Linked DNA regions of Zea mays: region 1 is linked to region 2. The links are chromatin contacts, called in public Hi-C maps. All regions are on one chromosome and are shown on one strand. The core of a region is the stretch at or near the end of the contact, and the rest is flanking DNA. Distances in the headings are between cores, read along the strand shown. Region 1 has its middle 94 kb from the start of LOC103652139. Region 2 holds the start of LOC103650465.

Region 1 (3,508 bases), core at 851-3,350, 170 kb before region 2:
TGTGTGTTAAAACAAGTGGGATATTCCTTTCATTAACTATGTGGGTTAAAATATTAGTGAATAAATAAATACAGTAGAAATAGTTTTATTTTTGTTATCATAAAAACAAGCATCCTAGCATATAGATACTTACAAAATAGTTTTATTTTTGTTCCTAAGATTAGGTCTCATATTCCTAAAGGCCACTTTAGGTACAGGATTTTAAAGTGTGAAATCCACTTGTCTTCAGAAGTGAAAAGGTAAGAATAATCAGAGTGGCACAGCGGAAGCGTGGTGGGCCCATAACCCACAGTCGTAGGATCAAAATCTGTCTCTGATACCACTTCTGTCACACCCAGATTTAGGGGGGTCCAAACCCGGGCGCGATTCACATGTGTGCTAGGATCAAGTCTCACACATATGATAACTCATGGTACAGAAACGAATGTAACATCATTAATATATAACAGAGTTCTGTACAAAATAGTTAAATAAATACATCATACGGAGACAACGATCCAGCAACCCAAAGTTGACTGGAAGATGATGGCCTAAACCTCTCACCTGGGAGACGATGACCTAGACCTCTCACGAACTCATCGCGACATCCTTCATGTTCCTCATCTTGTAGTACCTATCCTTGACCTAGGGGATGTGAGTATAGCAACGGTGAGCTCACATACGTTCATCGCTCAACAAGTTGTGCAGAATTGTAACACCCAAAATTCTACTTTAGAATTTATAACATTAATAACTAAAAATGGCCCAAAATGAATATATTATCTAAATAAAAGACTAACATGAAAGATACTTAGAAACTAAATTATACTTCGATTGGATTATATATACAAGAATTATGAGTTAAACTCTTCTTTTGGGCTAAAATAATTGGAGATATTAATTCCTAGATAGGTTGAGATAAAACTATCTTTTAGTATAAAATTATGTAATAGTAGTTGTGTCTTTATAACATATGATTTAGATATATAATAACAAGAAGATTTTTCATGTGTGTTAAAACAAGTGGGATATTCCTTTCATTAACTACGTGGGTTAAAATATTAGTGAATAAATAAATACAGTAGAAATAAATGAAATATTTCTGCAAAAACATGATGAAACCTTGGTCTGATGCATTTTCGAAATTTGAGGTTTAAACATGAATCAAATTCAGATTCTAAATCAAAAAGGAAAAAGAAAACATAGAAATGATAAAAAAAATAAAAGAAGTCGCTAGGCTGAAAGACCACCTGCTCGGCCCAACATCATCGTGGGCCACTCTGTTTCCCCTCCTTCCACGCGCGCCGTGCCACGGGCAGGTCGACCTCATGGGCAGGCGATCACCGGTCACCTAGGAGCTTTGCGCCTCTGGCGGGTGGGCACGGGTGGCCAGATCCGTCGTCCACCCGGCGCGGCGTCGACGACAACAGTCATCGCGAATCCCGCGGAGGGCGTCGCAACAACCGCACGGACTTCGCCCCCTCCCCCCAGACTATTTAAGCCTAGGTCGCTGACCACTGCATTAAACCCAGAACCACGTGCGTGAACCTCACTGACGAAGAGAAGTTTAGTGAGGGACAAAGTGAAGCTTGCCGCCGCCGTTGATCTTCCCGGGGGAGGGACCATTCTGGCTTTGGCAGCTGGTCAGGAAGCATCGTGAGACCGGGTTGGAACTTGTGTGTGTGCAGTGGTGGGCACATAACCCTTCAGAGCTCGTGAACCGCTCGCTGGAGCTAAGACTTCGCCGCGGATCCGCCTTCTTCGTGGGCAGACGTTCCTAGCGACCTAATCCTCCGGTAAGACGCCACCACTAGCTTCGCCATTCTGGATCCTTTGCATAGCACTGAATTCCGTAGGAGATTGGTACTAGGAGGCCAGGATTGGGTGTGCAGCGGCAATGCTCCACCGTGGGGCGCTCGCTCCGCCGTGGCCTGGGTGATTAGGAAGGGAAAAGCCGCGGGGGTCGTTGATCTCCCGATGAGCGATCCAGATTAGATCACAGGAAAACGCTTTAGTGTATTCAATCGTGGCCATCGATCGCTGATCTAAGGGCTTCGGTTATATAATGGTGTGGGTCGCTGTGGTCCGTTGATCATAGATCGGGTGGCTATCACTAGATATCGGTTCGAGTTATGGTATATCTTATCCAAGCCGCAGATTGATGGATGGACGACTTAGATCGCAAGATACCCCTTCGCCATAGCCTTTTTCCTTAAGAGCCCCTCATTTATATAATAATCAACCCACCGTCCATGTTAGGTCAGAATGAATAACAAATAAGTCACTGGAATTTGCAGAATGAACCCGGTTTCCTGGGTTTTGTGTCCGCAGCCCAGGATTAAATAAGTTAAATATGGAAATTGGTTTTAGTATAAAAATAATTCCAGAAATTTGTTTAATTCATATTTAATTTATTTTAACTCCTTTTTAATCCATTCCAGTTGCATTAAATTCATAATAATATTGTTTATCCCCTAGTAACTTTATTTTGTTATGAAACATAAATTAAAATTATGCACTTAATTTCTTTTGTACCCAACACTTAAATCTTCAGAAAATCATAACTTTATAACAGTAACTCCGTATTTAGTGGTTCTCGAACCTGGGATCTCGTTATGATGCGTAGAACATTATAAGGTAGCTTGTGCTTATGGTTGGTGTGATGTTAGTTTTTTCTATACCATGTTTGTTTGTATTGCTACGAATAGCAGCGAGGTTATGAGTCACTTGAAGACCAAGTTGGTACCTGGGAATCTCGAGTCTAAGGCAAGTTGTGCCCTTGATCACTCTTCTTTACCTAATAATGTTCATGTTAATCACTATGACATGCTCAGATTAATTTGATGTGACCTAATAGGTATCCCTAGCATTGTTTATCCCACACCTTGGATACAAAAGAACTATTGGGGAGTTTTGCTATCGCTCTACCTAGTTTTGAGAAATTAATGTTACACCTTGGATAAGATACTTATGGTATGGGACGCCCTTGGCTGACTAATTAGGAAAGCTAGTGGAGGACTACCTTACTCAAAAGGGGCAAGGGCGGTAGAGGAGTTGTGTATAGAGAGGTTCTTTGGTTGATCATGCTGCGATGGCTTTTCGGATGAGGGATTCCAATATTGCCCTTCTCAGAAATCGTAGTGGGTTTTCTGAAGCTAGTGGAACTTTGTAAAGGCCTCATAGTGGATCCCTAGCCATTCACCTCGGAAGTGTCTAAGGGCCTTGCAAACCCTGGCTAGATGGGATACACAATTTGTGGGTAAAGATGTGCAACCTTTGCAAAGTGTAAAACTGGTATATTAGTTGTGCTCACGGTCATGAGCAGCTCGGACCCTCACATGATTAACCTATGGAACTAAACTCAATTTGTCATATGCATTGCATTATGGGTGTACTATTAATTTTGATCTCTTATTTGTTTGGGATAGTATCTACTTTTACTTAGTAAGTGCTAATAAAATTTTGTCCAACTCTAAAAGCAATGCTCAGCTTTAACCATCTCCTTTGGTAAGCTTTACACTTCACATGA
Region 2 (3,011 bases), core at 476-2,975:
TGATTTCAAACCAAAACATTGTCAACTATAAAGTTTCATGTTGATGGGTTTTTTCATTCGAGGCGTTTTCAAAATTCAAATTTATTTTTAAAAAAATTGATACATAGTTTTTATTGACAAGATGACTTTAGATGAAAAGGTTGCCAACTACAAAATTCTATAACTTTTCAAAATCTACAAAATTTTATTTTAATTGTTTGGTCATTTGTTCATTCCACATGATAGTTCTAACATTATTTACAAATCTTATACATATTTCTTGTAGTTTCATAAACTACAAAAAAGATATAGATTTTATAAACAAATTTACTTTTATTTTGTCATATGAAGAAATGATTAAAATATAAATTGTAGATCTTGATGAATTATATAAATTTGTAGTTAATTTGTTTATTTGAATTAATTAACTGCTTAAAAATGTGATTTTTAAATTGTCTTTATCTAGTGTTAAAAACATTCACTCAGCAAAAAAGTTTTTTGCCAAGTGTTAAAAAAACAATCGATAAAAAACTTTTTGACGAGTGTCAAAAATAAAACACTCGATAAAAAGTTGACACTCAATAAAGACCTAAATTCCAGTAGCGATGATAGATATAGTAGCATAGCATCTTGGCGTAATAAACATGGTCACCCCACCGGCCCATCCCCCACTGCAGGTAAAGCGGCAAGCCGTTGGAGTCAACAGCCGCACGGCGTGTGGTCGGGGCAGGAAACCTCACGCCAGCACCTTCCGGCGAGCGCCATGAAGACGCCGCCGGTCGAGCAGTCTGCGTGGAGGGCAGAGGGTGGGCAAGGAGAGCCGGAAGCAGCGAAGGAGGCCCGGAGGGTGAAGACGACGAAAGAAACGGCAGGCAGTCGGCAGCCTTTGGCAGATGGTGAAATTAAAAATAAAGCATAGTACAAGTAGAGTACTGCGTGATTGAAGACATGGCCATATTTATAATTCATTACTCAGCGAGGCCGGTCCTTGATGGCCTCACACTCACATGTCACATGGCCACTAGCTAGCTAGCACAGACATTGCCCTTCACTTGTCCACTCACTCGTACAAACACCCCACCACACACACATGGCTTTGATGTCCTCGCTGCACGCCTGCACCTCCGATCCCCTCTGTGGTCAAAACTAGCTTGTATACACACTATCTTATTCATATTTGTCGAGGCCTACTATACGTGCTAACCAAATTTTAAACGGTAGAGTATATGACCGTTTAGCTGCTGCGAGATCAAGGCTACAAGAAGACTGCACACAAGAAGCAAAGAGAGGTGGGGTGGGGTGGAGCACATCTACAGTACGAATTCAATATAATTTAAAACTAGTCAGTTGTCCATTGTTATATAATTATTATTTATTTTTAAATACTAATTTATGTGTGATCTAGTGGTTAATCTCAAATTTTTAGAACAGAGGACATGGTAGCACTAGATATCGTATTAGTTTCTTAATAATATAGTATAATAATATAGGATAGATGTTAACACACGCGTACATGACGGCCATCTTCAAACAGAAAAAAGAGAGAGAAAAGGCCCTTTGACCAGGCACAAGATGAAAAAAACCCGGCAATCATGTCCGCTGTGTTATGCCGTGCATGCCGAAATTTCATCCTGTCCTGTCTGCCACCGGCTTCTGCTCAATCTGTTCCCCAGATGCAACATTTTTTAAAAAAATAAATATATATTCGGCCCCCTCTCTCTCTTTCTTTCTCGTGTGGTTTGTGGTGCCGCATCGTTTTTGGGCTATTTAAGGCACCCACTCCCCACCTTTTCCTTTCTTCCTCCTCATCCAGCGCGGCTCCACTCAAAGCTTGAGCCTTCCTTTTCTTTTCTTGTTTTTGTTTTATTTTCTTGGTAGGGGGGAGTCGTCTTCTCCATCTCTCCTTAGCCTAGGAGAAGGAGAGATCCAGAGGCAAAAGCTTCAGGTAGACATGGCGCCCTCTCTCCCTCTCCTCCTGCCCTGCGTTCCATCCCTTCTTACGAATAGCTGAGCCCGTGCCTTGCTGCCTCGTGCGTAAATAACATGCGTTCTTGCACAATACTGTCACTAATCCCTTCATCGAGCTTTGCCTCGCCATAGTCGACCATAGATCTTTTTTTTTTCTTCTTCGTCGCTAGTTGAACTGATGTAGCTAACCGTTTCTTGCCATGTTCTTTTTTTTTTCTCTCTTCTTTTTGCAGGGTTTGTACAAATTCTAGATCTAACCGGACTAACCAGAAAACAAAACAAAAAAAGACGAAAGCATGAGCCACTTCGCCGCCGCCATGAAGAGCCCCCTTGCGGTCGCCGTCGCCGCGCCCGCCGGCGCCGCCGACGCTAAGAGCCCGCTCTTCTGCCCCAAGCCGCGGCGCCCCGCGGCGCCGCTGCGGTGCCATCAGAGCGGCGGCTTCTCCGACGCCGGCACGGATCTGCTCGACCTCCTCCTCTCGAAGGTGCTTGGATCCTTCTGGCGCCTCGTCCCTGGACTTGTGTTTTTTTAGTACATGACGCTGACGTTTCCCTGTCCGAACGCTCTTTTCAGGGCGACGAGAGCGGCCTGTCGTCGGCGTCCCCGCAGCCGCCGCTGTTCTGCGGCTCGCCGCCGCGGCGAGCGTCGAACCCGGTGGTCCACGACAGCAGGTTCGGCGCGGACTGCCCGCCCATGCCCGTGCCAGGGCTGCCCGTGCACCGGCCAAGCCCGCGCCCGTCGACGGCGGCGCCGTCCATGTCGCCGCGCGGGTGTGCCCGCGCGCGGTTCGCGTTCCAGCCCGCCGCGGTCCGCGTCGAGGGTTTTGACTGCCTCGACCGCGGCCGCGGCGGCCGTGGCCATGGCATCACCGCCATGGCCTAGACTGTGCACATACAACAGCCAGCACCCTGAGACCCTCCTCCCCCGCCCTTCCATCCATGGCACGCAAGAGCCACGAGCACCTTGTTGGAGGTAGAAGAAGAGGAGGGGGTAGGGGAGGAATTGAGAGGGATCGGTTTGTCCTAAATCTTACCCCCCTAAAAAGTAAAAAAAAACTAGTACT

Evidence for each region. Hi-C and Micro-C count contacts between places; a contact is called where the count stands out from the background.
Region 1: a Hi-C map of leaf shows a contact between it and region 2, with 5 times the contacts expected there. The contact joins the enhancer-like site here to the promoter of LOC103650465 in region 2. A contact is called at or near these places in 9 of 25 Hi-C or Micro-C datasets (bundle sheath, ear, endosperm and 3 more).

The regions. Positions count from the first base shown.
Region 1 is chr3:118,847,838-118,851,345 of Zm-B73-REFERENCE-NAM-5.0, reverse strand. No RefSeq gene overlaps it. Among protein-coding and RNA genes, the nearest start is that of LOC103652139, 94 kb to the right of the region's middle. Within about 2 kb of position 2,100, at least 20 of the 20 cell types and tissues checked have an H3K27ac peak or open chromatin away from gene starts, as enhancers often do. A contact at or near this core is called in bundle sheath, ear, endosperm and 3 more, where this site is marked.
Region 2 is chr3:118,677,903-118,680,913 of Zm-B73-REFERENCE-NAM-5.0, reverse strand. It overlaps LOC103650465, which reads left to right and starts at 1,725. Exons shown (of 3, transcript XM_008676056.4): 1 at 1,725-1,924; 2 at 2,181-2,432; 3 at 2,522-3,011. The coding sequence starts at 2,244. The coding sequence ends at 2,830.